Linked DNA regions of Sus scrofa: region 1 is linked to region 2. The links are chromatin contacts, called in public Hi-C maps. All regions are on one chromosome and are shown on one strand. Each heading gives the region's core, a stretch centred on a gene start, on an enhancer-like site or on the middle of the called end of the contact. The rest is flanking DNA. Distances are from core to core; before and after follow the strand shown.

Region 1 (5,630 bases), core at 1,404-3,903, 3.3 Mb before region 2:
AACCTCCATATGCCACGGGTGCAGCTTTAAAAAGACAGAAAGACAAAAAAAAAAGAAATTCCACAGAGGAAAAATTACGATGACCATGAAAAGTATGGAGCCATTCAGTCAGGGCCCCACACCTAAAGCCCTGAGAAGTCCAAAGACCCACCTGCCGAACCAGCCCTAAGAAATAAACACAAACGGCTTTGTAAGAACCGTCCATGAAAAGCCATTTCTGCAGTTGGTGGGACACTAATCCAATCATGTGGCTGCGGGTTGAGAATCCAAGGGCTGAGGGTAGGGAAAGAATGACCCCTTGGCCCCACTGGGCCAGAACCATAGGAGGAACCCAGAAGAGGGATACCCAAGCCCTGGTCATCTAAGAAACCCACAACAGTGCCCAGCCTGTCCTGGACTGACTGTACCTGTGCCCACACTGTTCACTCCCAAGCCCAGCCTCTCCATGCCACATCCATCCATTCTCACCCAAACCCCAGCCTCCTGAATCTATCCACTTCTCTCCATCTCCCATCACCGTTCTGATCGTAGCCATCCATGTCTAGGCTGGAGGCCCACAGCCCTTCAGCCCCCTTTTCCTGACTGCTCCTGCTCCCTCATTCCCAAAACAGACCCTTTCTTCCCGGGTCTCAAAACCATGATAACAACCCGGGTGCACGTCCACCCTCACAACTCACTAGCCACATTCTGCACAGTCACTCCAGGGCACTGGCCCTGACCTGCCTGGGTGAAGCTTTGTGCTGTCTGAGAGGCTGCAGGCCCACGGGATACATGCACATGTGCTACCCAAACCACCTGTGTCCCTCTGCCACAAGGGCGACAAGGAACATACAGCTTAGCTCCATCACTTCCAACCCAGTGCCCCGCCACAGTTAGGCCATCCCCTCCTCCCTGGTCCAGACACCACAGTCCCCTTTGCCCAGCATTTTGCTCCATGGTTAAGTCTTAGCTACTGTTTGGTGGGAAGCCACAAGACCAAGATCATAGCTTTGACTAGTCCAGTGTCACCTCTCCAGGGAACCAATACCCCATCACCAGATGGGACCTGAGCTGAAGGGCCCCAGCAACTGGCCTGACTAGTGGACACATGAAGTAACCTGGACAATTGAAACTACGCCGAGACTTGGTAAACCGCGAGACAGTCATCAACCCTCATGTCCTGTACAAAAACAATCAGTTAAGAGCACAGTGGATGAAAAGAACGGAGGAAGGGATAGAGGAGGATGGAAACTGAGTCCAGAGGGGGCCTCCGGGTCCCAGGGCCAGCCATGTCCGAAGCCTGAAGCTAGGATGATTGCAAGCTTGTCAACCCCCCAAAACCTGAGCTGTTTGAGGCTTCTGGTCCCTCGTCCTCACCCTGGCGCCTCTCCAACACTCAGCTCTCAAGGGAGTCAACCATACTGGGACTGTGAGGCTAGGGCTAGAAAGCTGAAAGAAGCTTCTGGGATGGTGGAAGGCGAATGGAAGGACCGAAAGGGAAAGCGGCTGCGCAGACAACACTGGGATCCAGTCCACGGAGCCCAAGAACGCCGAGGGTGCCTGGGCAGGGCCTCCGAGGAGGCTGGGCCCGGGATGGAGGCCAGACCAAGACCCAAAGGGATGGAAGCGACTTCCTGGGGTGAGGACGGAGCCCGATCGCCCGGCAAGAGGCCAAGGATCGTGCCTGCCGGCCCCCAGCGCCGCGCCGGGACTACTTCCCACAAAATGCCTCGGTAATGGCGGCACGTGGCCGCAGTGACGGAATGGAACAGGCGACGGGAGCCGCATTCGGACGTGAGAAGGCTGAAGCGCAGAGCCCCGGCCGGCCCACGAGCCGGGTCGCCCGCCCGGACCAGCCCTTTCTACGGCGCTCACAGCCTGACAGCACCCGTGGTAACATCCGGAAGTCGGTGAATCCTTCGGCGCTTCCTCCCGCCCCGCCCACCGAGGCACGTTGAACTGTGATTGGAGGGGAGGCTAGCCCCGCCCACAGCACGCACACCTCGAAAGGGCGTAGGGCGCCTCTGCCAAACAGGGGACACGCGCTGGGAGGCCGTGCCCCATGTTCCGTCTCCCGTGTAAATTTTCGCAGTGCTTGCTATTCTCTGCCACAGTACATGTTTTATTCGTTAGTTTACCTAAACCGGAGTCTCTGCGAGCGGGTTCTTCGGTTTGCAAGGGGACACGGAAGGTGCTGGACCCTGCACCCTCTAGGCCTTGCTCAGGCTCTGGCCCTGACCCTGCCTCAGCCTATGACCCGCAGGGGCAAGCACCTTGTTTGACCCACCTTCGCTGCCGTCCGCACGACTGCAGATGGGAATGGCTGGACCACAAATGAAGCGGCCCGCATCTGCCCCACTTAAAGACGGCCGCAGCACCGCCCCCTCCCTGGCTCCGCGGGCGTCCCCGGAAGTGACCACGGGACGGTCTGCACGGACGGAAATGCCCGAGCCTAGCCGAAGCAGCCCGATCCCCAGTCCCACCGAGAGGCAAGGCAGAGGGGCGGCGGCGGCGACGGCTGCTGCGCAGGCGCACAGAGCAGTTCGGGCGGGAAGAGCCGAGGCGGGCAGGCGGCGGAAATATCCGAAGCGGTGGGGCGCCCGAGGCCGTTGCAGACCTCCGCGCCGAAGCCGCCGCTGCCGCGGAAGCCGACACTCCTTCCGTACGCGGCCGCCTCCCCCGAGGCCCTCGCCTCCCCCCTTCCACCTCTAGCCGCAGACGCCCCTCGCGCAGGGAGCGAGGGAGCGCGCCAGCGGCGTAGCCAGAGAAGCCGGCGTCCCCGCAGCAGCTGGCCCTCAGGACACCGAAGTGGGCGAAGGGGAGGAGGGAGCGGCGGGTGGGGCGGGGCCGAGCGGGCCCGAGGACAGCCGAGCGGGCCCGAGCGCTGCCGAGCGAGCCCGAGGCGCCGGGCCAGGCCGGAGCCGACTACGGGAGCCGACGCGGGCCGCGCGGTGGGCGCGGAGCGGCGCGGCAGGCCGGGCGGGTGGCGGCAGCAGCCAAGAAGGCCGCGGCGGCGGGTCCGAGTGGCGGAGGCGGCGCGGGCGGCGGCGGGGGGCCGGGTGGCCGGGGTCCCGGGCCCCGCAGCGGCGGCAGCGGCGGCGGCGGCAGGATGATCAAGCTGTTCTCGCTGAAGCAGCAGAAGAAGGAGGAGGAGTCGGCGGGCGGCACCAAGGGCAGCAGCAAGAAGGCGTCGGCGGCGCAGTTGCGGATCCAGAAGGGTAGGAGGTCGGGGGATGAGGGTGGAGGTCGGAGGTCAGAGCCTGGGTGAGGGTGATGTGGTCGCCAGGGGGGTCAGAGATGTCGGAAATGGGGTTGCGGATGTGGGGATTGGAGATCGGGGCCCTGGGGGTGGGGGTTGGGGGTAATACAGTCATTGGAGGGGTCAGAGATGGGAGGCCTAGGATGGGGCGTTTAGGGAATTCCGAATGCCAGGCGTTTGATACTAGGAACCGGGAATCTGAGGGTCACGCAGTGGAGGGGGAGGACCAGGGATTCGAGAGTCTGGGGATCAGACGGGAACCTGGATGACAGGCAGAGGAGATACAGATAGCGGGGGCCGGGATTGAGGAATGGAGTGAGAGACAGTGTTTTATGCTGGAGCCATTAGGAATCAAGAGTCAGACGTGGTGAAGTAGGTTAGAGTCCTGGCATTCCTGGGTCAGGGGGCAGTCACATGGCAGTTTGGCTTTGGGGTGACACGAGGAGGAGAGGGATAGTGTGTGCCAGAGATTAGAGAAAGAGAAAGGTTGAGTTTAAACGATCACGCTGGAGATGCAGGTAATCTTATAGTCAGAGTGGTGTGGGTAGGAGGGCTGGGGACCCATAGATCTGAGGGTCAGGTGGGTACTTGGGTTTGGGATGACAAGCAGAGATGTAGATGAACGGTGGGGCTGGGGATTGGTGGAGGGAGTGATTTAGGGGGTGGGGAGGAATAAGTTCCTTGAGTGGGGACTCCTTTAGAAAGTGGAGGTTATGGCCAGGGATCCTGGGTGTGGGGTAGTCAGGGGCTTGATGGGGCATTTGGGAGTTGGGTTGGAGGGACCCAGGTGCTGGGACCTGGGACTTAGGGCTGTGGATTCAGAAACACTGGAGCTTACCCTAGGCAAGAAGCTCAGGTACAGCCACGATTAAACATGCAAGTTTGCAGTGTGTTCTGTAGATCCACAAGACCCTACCTGGGGATTGGGGAGCAGAAAGAGCAGGGAGGGGGTTGGGGATGTGGCCCACCGCCCAGGAGAGGCCCCTTCGAGCCCTGGCGGAGGCGGTGGGAGCTCTGCTGACGCCAGCCCCTTTTCTGAGCACCTTCCTTTCTATTTCCTTTCTCTGCTGTGTAAACCCAGACATAAACGAGCTGAATCTGCCCAAGACGTGTGACATCAGTTTTTCAGATCCAGACGACCTCCTCAACTTCAAGCTGGTTATCTGTCCTGATGAGGTGAGGGCACCCTTCACTGCGTTTCCTCAGGTGGGAATACCTGGTTCACCTGCCAGGCCCTGCAGGATGGGGTGATGGGGTCCTACTTCCTCTTCTCTTCCCTCACAGGGCTTCTACAAGAGCGGGAAGTTTGTGTTCAGTTTTAAGGTGAGTCCCAGGTGGACAGGGGTGGCTCCTTGGGCTGAGAAGGCAGCAGCGGAGGCTCCAGCCAGACACTGCTGGGGCATTATCCACCTCCCCTCTCTCTTCCTGGAGCCAGGTGGGCCAGGGTTACCCGCATGACCCCCCCAAGGTGAAGTGTGAGACGATGGTTTATCACCCCAACATTGACCTCGAGGGCAACGTCTGCCTCAACATCCTCAGGTGAGGGCACTAGCCCTCCGCTGCTCTCCAGCCCTGCCCGCCAGGCCCCCTTCATGGCCTTGCACTGCACCTGTCTCTGCCCCTTCACTCCCCCTTGTGGTCTCTGTCCCTGTCTCTTCATCTCCTCCTCATGGCTTGACCTTGGCTTTCTCCCTGGCCTGTCCTCTGCACCCTCCCACTAGCTTCTCACATTCACACTGTCCCATGCCCTGGGCTTGACCTGTCCAGTCCCAGCAGGGTCTGTGGCAGCTGCCCACTCACCAGCCCTTGACCATGATGCTGTCTGCCCACAGAGAGGACTGGAAGCCAGTCCTTACGATAAACTCCATAATTTATGGCCTGCAGTATCTCTTCTTGGTGAGTAGAGTTGGGGGCTGGGGCTGGGGAAGGTTGGCCCTCTGCTCCTTGGGCTTGTTGACCCCCCACCGCTGCTGGCCACAGGAGCCCAACCCTGAAGACCCACTGAACAAGGAGGCCGCCGAGGTCCTGCAGAACAACCGGAGGCTGTTTGAGCAGAACGTGCAGCGCTCCATGCGGGGTGGCTATATCGGCTCCACCTACTTCGAGCGCTGCCTGAAATAGGGTTGGCGCCTACCCACCCCTGCCGGGGTCACTAGCCCGGGCATCCCCTGCAGATATTTATTGGGGGCCACAGGTGGGGGGGGCATGGGAGAGCCGGTGGGGGAATCCCATGCCCTGGCCTGCCACCCCTCCCTGCCACCCGCTCCTAGTTTGTTTTTTTTTAAACCACCATGTGATTAAGGTCGGCACTGCCTCCCCCGACCAGCTCAGCGATGGGAAATGAATTGGCTTGTCTAGCCCCCTGCTGGGTGCTGTCCAGCCCCACTATACT
Region 2 (5,415 bases), core at 2,283-4,782:
GGAGCTGGGGAGCCAGAGAAGACAGAGGAGGCTGGCTCCTGGTCCCCCTCCAGGGCTGAGGGGCCTGACCCCAGGGTCGTCCCTGAGAGGGGCAGGGCTAGAGGCTGGGGAATCAAGAGACCCAATGATGTTTTCCTGCAGGGACCCAGCAGCCCCTCAGGAGAGACCTCCTCAACCAGCTGGCCCCCACAGCCCCACGCCCAGGCCCCAAGTCAGATGCCAGGCAGGCTCAGAGATGCCTGGGAAGCAGCGGAACCCACCCCGCCCCAGCCCTTCCCCACCAGGCGAAGAGTGCAGGACGCCCTCCTCCAGGGAGGCGCCCCTTCCAGAATCCGGGCTGAAGGGGAGGTGACCCACCCAGGCCCCCCAGACCCACAGGTCCTCAGAGCCAGGGACAGGAGAAACCAGGGTGGACGCTTTCTCGGAGCTCCCCACGGGCCGCTAGCTGGCTCCTTCTACCCCCTCCCCTCCCCTTGGGGGCAGATTCTGCCTCCCTGCCCAGCAGAACCACAGAACCCTTGGCTCCCAGCAGACCTTTCACTCCTGAAAGAGGGGCAGTTCCAGGGCCACGCGGCACTCTATTTCCTTGGTTCGAAACACCAACACCCAGCTATGCTGCCCCACCCCTCAGATGCACATCAACACGCTTCTCAACTTGACCGTCTGTCCGGACACAGGGAGAAAAAGCAGTAAGGACCAGACGTCAGCATGGACCTTAACCTCACCTCTACTGCTTTTGCCTCACATGTTTTTCTGATGCAATTAAACATAAAACTTTTCACAAGTGAACTCAAACTCCAGAACCACTAAAAGACAGAAAAACACGCACCTTGGAAAACAGAAAAAAAAATTCCAGCCAACACTGCAATGGTACCTAAGACTAGATCCTGTGCTAGCTCTACTTGAACTTAATCTTGTTACCTTGGGGAGACACTGCTAGAGGCTCACCTGACAGATGGGAAAACTGAGGCTCAGGGAGGTCATGTGACTTGCCCCTGGCCAAAAAGCAAGGAAGTTGTGAACACTGAAATGCCCACAAGTGCAGTTAAGCACTAGGCAATACTCAACATGGGGCAGCCAGAACACTCCAGGGTCTGGCGGGAGCCCCTAAAGACAAGCGGTTACCTCCTTGAAGACACAGACTGAACACGAAAAACAAATCCAAGCCTGGAACCAGGAGGCAAGTAGCATGAAGTAGCAGGTAAGCATGACACTGAGGGCCCAGAGGTGTGCTGGCCTGAGGCTCTGGGCCTCTGGCTCCACTCTTGAAAGATGGGCCAACTATAAAAACAGCGTCTTTTGTGGCTTTGGTTCTGAAACAGACAAGCAGGCAGAGAGGAACAGACACAGAGGAAGAAGTGGCGCCTGCTGGGTGCCTGAGACACAGACAAGGAAATTAATTCCCTGGAGACACAGGTGCACAAGGCAGGGACTGAGGCTTGGAGGAGGCTTGGACCACAGAGACAAAGACCCACAGGCACAACGATACTAGGGCAAAGCTTCCCCTTAAAGCAACAGTAGGTTCCCTGCCTCAACCCAAACAGGTCAGGAAGGAAAGGCAGCTGTGGTTACTCAAAACGCTGTGATCACTTTGTTGTGGGAACAACTCCACCAGCCCAAGGGACGTGCCAGTACCAGTGGGGACACCCAAGAGAAACCAAGCAGCACGTGTGCAAGTGCCCCAAGGAAGGTTCATTCAGTTCCATCTAGCAGTCCAGCCTAGGGGCACGTGGTTTTGCAGCCAGACTCAGGATCAGCTTCAGCTCTTCTGTCTACCAACTGCATAAAACCACAAAACAGCAACCGTACCTTCCAACCTCAGTGTTCCCGGTCTTTTAAACGACGCTCATCCCGCCCCAAGTGTGGGACATGGGATAATGACGCTGGGAAAGCACCTCTCCCTGCTGTCCCAACTCTGACACCACCTCTGAGGCAGCTCAGGGCAGCCTCTCCATTACCTTCCTAAGAAATTTCACTAGGGATCATTTCACAATACTCCTCGTTAGGCACTTAACGAATGCCAGACCGTATGCCACACACTGTACACACATTACCTCACTTAACCTCAGCTGCAACTCTCACCAGCTAAAACCAAAGAAAGTTTTTCAAGCTTTCTGAGCCTGCTTCCTCCTCTGCAAAGGAAAGGAAGTCATGTCAGTCCCCCACGGCTGTTGACCATCTACTTAAATAAGCCGTGTAAAAGCTTAGCAAAGCACTATCAGTACTGCCATCACCATTGACTCCAGAAACCGGTAATAAAGACACATACCTATTTAACAGCCACTACACACAAGAAAAGGATTAAAAAAAAAAAAAAAAAGCATAGACGTGTTAAAGTTCCACAACTACTTAGCAACAAAGCAGGTACTAGAAGCCAAGTCTCCTCCCCTCCAAAGCCTGTGCTGTGAAGCGTTACAACGTGTACAGACACCCCGTGGGCACTCCGAAACCCGACTTCGTCTTCCCCAGGCGCTGTCTCCTCCTAAACCAGCCACCTGCTCCCAACTGCAGACTGGGCTGAAAGGGGAACCCCAGCGCCCCCCGCCCCCTGTGCAGTCCTCTGACCACAAGGAGCTTAGGCCTCGCGCTCGCCACCTCCTCCAGGCCTAAGTTTGTTCTAACATTCGTGGGGTGTCCAAACTAGTCGGCACTAGCTCGGCCTCCTACTTGGACTCCGCATCACCGGAGGGACTTTGCCTCCCATCCTCCCAACTGAGCTAAGTCTCCCTACTCGCTCCGAGCCTGTCTCTTTATCGCCACGTTGAAAAGGCGGACACACGCGGCGCCCGGAGGGTGGGCTCGTACAGAACAGGGGACCTGTCTAACTGAGGAGATATGGGGGGCAGACACGCCACACTGTGCCTGGCGCGACGGCGCGAGGGAGAACCGCGTGCGGGAGGAACACTGAAAACGCACAGTGCGGACCTCTCCCAGGAGACACCGCATCACCCACGTTAGGCTGGAAGGGACCCCGGCGACTAGCCCCCAGGAAAGGCGCGAAGGGCGGCGGTGCGAGAAGGGCCCACACCGCGGCCCTGCATGCGCCCACGTGAAGGGGGGCTCCAACCGCCATTTTGGAACAAAGGGGGCGTGGAGACACCGGCCGCGGGCCCGGCCGGAAGCGGAAGTGCGAGGGCATCGGGAGAAAAGGAGGGGTTGCGGGACCCAATCTACATAATCTCCTTTCCAAATTAAAAAAATAGAAAATAAGTCCGCAACGGACTCCCGACAGCCTGCGGCGCCCGCGCCACCCGCGCCGGGGGCCACGTGGGGCGCGGAACCGAACGCGGCGCGCATGCGCCCGCCGCCCCCTCCCCTCCCGCGCGGCGGCACGCCGGGCGGTCACGTGAGTAAGGCGCGCACCGCGGGGTGGGGGGGCGCCGTGCGGGCCTAAGGGGGGGAAGCGAGGGGGAAAATGGCGGGGGACACAGGGGGAAGCCGAGAGCCGCCCCGCCCGCCGCCCCGCACCCCCGGCGCCCTCACCTTGCTTATTCTCGTTGAGCTGCCGCTCGAACTCGTCGAAGTCCGACATGCTGAGGCGGCCGCGTAGGGCCCTGTGTAGCTCTCGCCTCGCCTTGCCGCGCGCCCGATCCGGCCGCTTCGGCTACTTCCGCCGCTTGCTTCGGCTACTTCCGGCCGCCGCCGGCGTTCCACCGCCTCCTACCTAATCAAGCCCCTGCCGCCCGCCCAGCCCCGCCCCGGCTCCGCCCCTCTCCCCGCCGGCCCGCCCACGAGGCGCACCTCCCCCCAGGGCCTGGCTCCGAAACGCGTCGGCTATTTCCGGACCGTGGAGGAGCGAAGGGAGAGGCGACTTCGGCTGCTTCCGAAAACACCCGAAGCGAGGGTTTCGCAGGCTTCTCAGGTTTTCGTAACTTTTCGGATAGTAGCTCTTCAACGTTCGGATGTTTCCGTAGGTCCTCGCATTCCTAGCACCCAGACTCCCCACTTAGAATTCAGCTTCTTCCAAGAACTCAAACCGTCCGTCTTTGGCTGCTTCCACGGATTCTACCCTCTCTTTCCCAACGGCCCTGTCCAAGCAATCGGCCACTTCCGACAATCCTAACCGTCCCGGATTTCGGCACTTTCCGAAGGTCTCTGGCGCTCCCCCTCGGGCCCAACCAGAGATTAAACCCGTTTCCAAACTTCGGCTCTTTCCGGAGATTCCAAGAGCAACCTCCTCCCCCTTTCGGAGAACTTCGGCTCCTTCCGCCACCGCCTGGGGAAGGACTCACAGCAGACACCTTCGGCTTTTTCCGTGGGCGCTTCGGCTCCTTCCGGCTCCGGGAACCAAAAAGGGAGGGAGGACAGAGGCGAGGTGGGTCAGGGGAAAGGAAAAGAAGAGGCAGGGTCTCGGCTCTCAGCACCCGGCTCTCCCTGTGGGGCGATGGGAGGAAAAGAAGGACCGATGTTGAGAAGCGCCTAAGAAGGTTTCGCGAGACAAAAGCAGCCAGCGGAGTGAAGAGTGCGCGCGGCTGCTGCGGAGGTTGCCAGCGCGGCTTTGTGCGCATGCGCAAAGTGGAAGGGGCGAGCGCGAGAGAGCCTCTGCGCCTGCGTAGAGATCGGTCTGAACCGAGACCTCTCACTGTTCGGAGAGGGGGGGCGGGTCGTCGGGGCCACAGCCCGAGCGCGCGTGCGCGAGATTTCCTTCCTCCAGGGAAGGGACTACATTCCCGACCGTTGAGCAAGGCCGCCCCCTTGCGGTTGCCGTGGCAACCACACAAGCGAGCGTTCCCCCCCCCAACCGCGCCGACGCTGCTAGCCACGCAGCGGGCACTTCCGGGAGACAGAGAATCTCGCTTTACCGCCTCCTGGAGGCAGTCTCTGTTCAGAGCTCCCCGCTCCCCTCGATGGTCGCCTCTCCCAAAAGTCATTGAGTCCCGCCTTCTGCCGCCTTGCCTCTGGTCCAAGTCGGCTCATGCCTCCTTCCCGGAGTTCTGCTCCTCCGAGTTGTTCAGGGCACAGCTGCTTCTCTCCTCCCACTCCTGCCTCTGGGGGACTAATTACACCTTGTCTCCCCAACCTCCCCATTTCCCGCCTGACCATCCGCTCCCCGGAGCCCCCCCTGGAGCCCCTGTCACTGTCTCCGCGGCAACAGCCACCCCCTCCCAGCAAGAGGCCGGGGCCTGGTTTATTCCAAATTTTATCACCTCTTTTTAATTTAAATTCTCTTAATAATTCTCTCTCACGTGGACTCAGGGCTGTCCCGGAATGCGGGTGGGGAGCTCCTTGCAGGGCGGGCTGGTGGGCCGGCCACTCCTCGGGTCCGGGGGCGGAGACGGGATGTGTACAGTGCCCCTCTGCCCCGCAGGGTCCCAGGAGGAAGGGCCCTGTGAGGGCAGGACAGTCCCGCTCAAGTGGGAGGGGGTACCAGTGTTTAGGAAAGGGTAGGATCTGGTCCCTTGATAATTCTTGGGA

Evidence for each region. A called contact is a pair of places that touch in the nucleus more often than the background predicts.
Region 1: a contact with region 2 is called in a Hi-C map of embryonic fibroblasts, with 2.5 times the contacts expected there. The contact joins the promoter of UBE2M here to the promoter of U2AF2 in region 2. A contact is called at or near these places in 2 of 47 Hi-C or Micro-C datasets (embryonic fibroblasts and skeletal muscle).

The regions. Positions count from the first base shown.
Region 1 is chr6:63,105,638-63,111,267 of Sscrofa11.1, reverse strand. It overlaps UBE2M (NEDD8-conjugating enzyme Ubc12), which reads left to right and starts at 2,653. Exons shown (of 6, transcript XM_021097419.1): 1 at 2,653-3,197; 2 at 4,320-4,414; 3 at 4,523-4,561; 4 at 4,674-4,777; 5 at 5,071-5,134; 6 at 5,219-5,630. The coding sequence starts at 3,089. The coding sequence ends at 5,359.
Region 2 is chr6:59,772,307-59,777,721 of Sscrofa11.1, reverse strand. U2AF2 (U2 small nuclear RNA auxiliary factor 2) reads right to left here and starts at 3,532. Exons shown (of 12, transcript NM_001315804.1): 1 at 3,484-3,532. The coding sequence starts at 3,532. CCDC106 (coiled-coil domain-containing protein 106) reads right to left here. Exons shown (of 7, transcript XM_021095056.1): 7 at 5,128-5,415.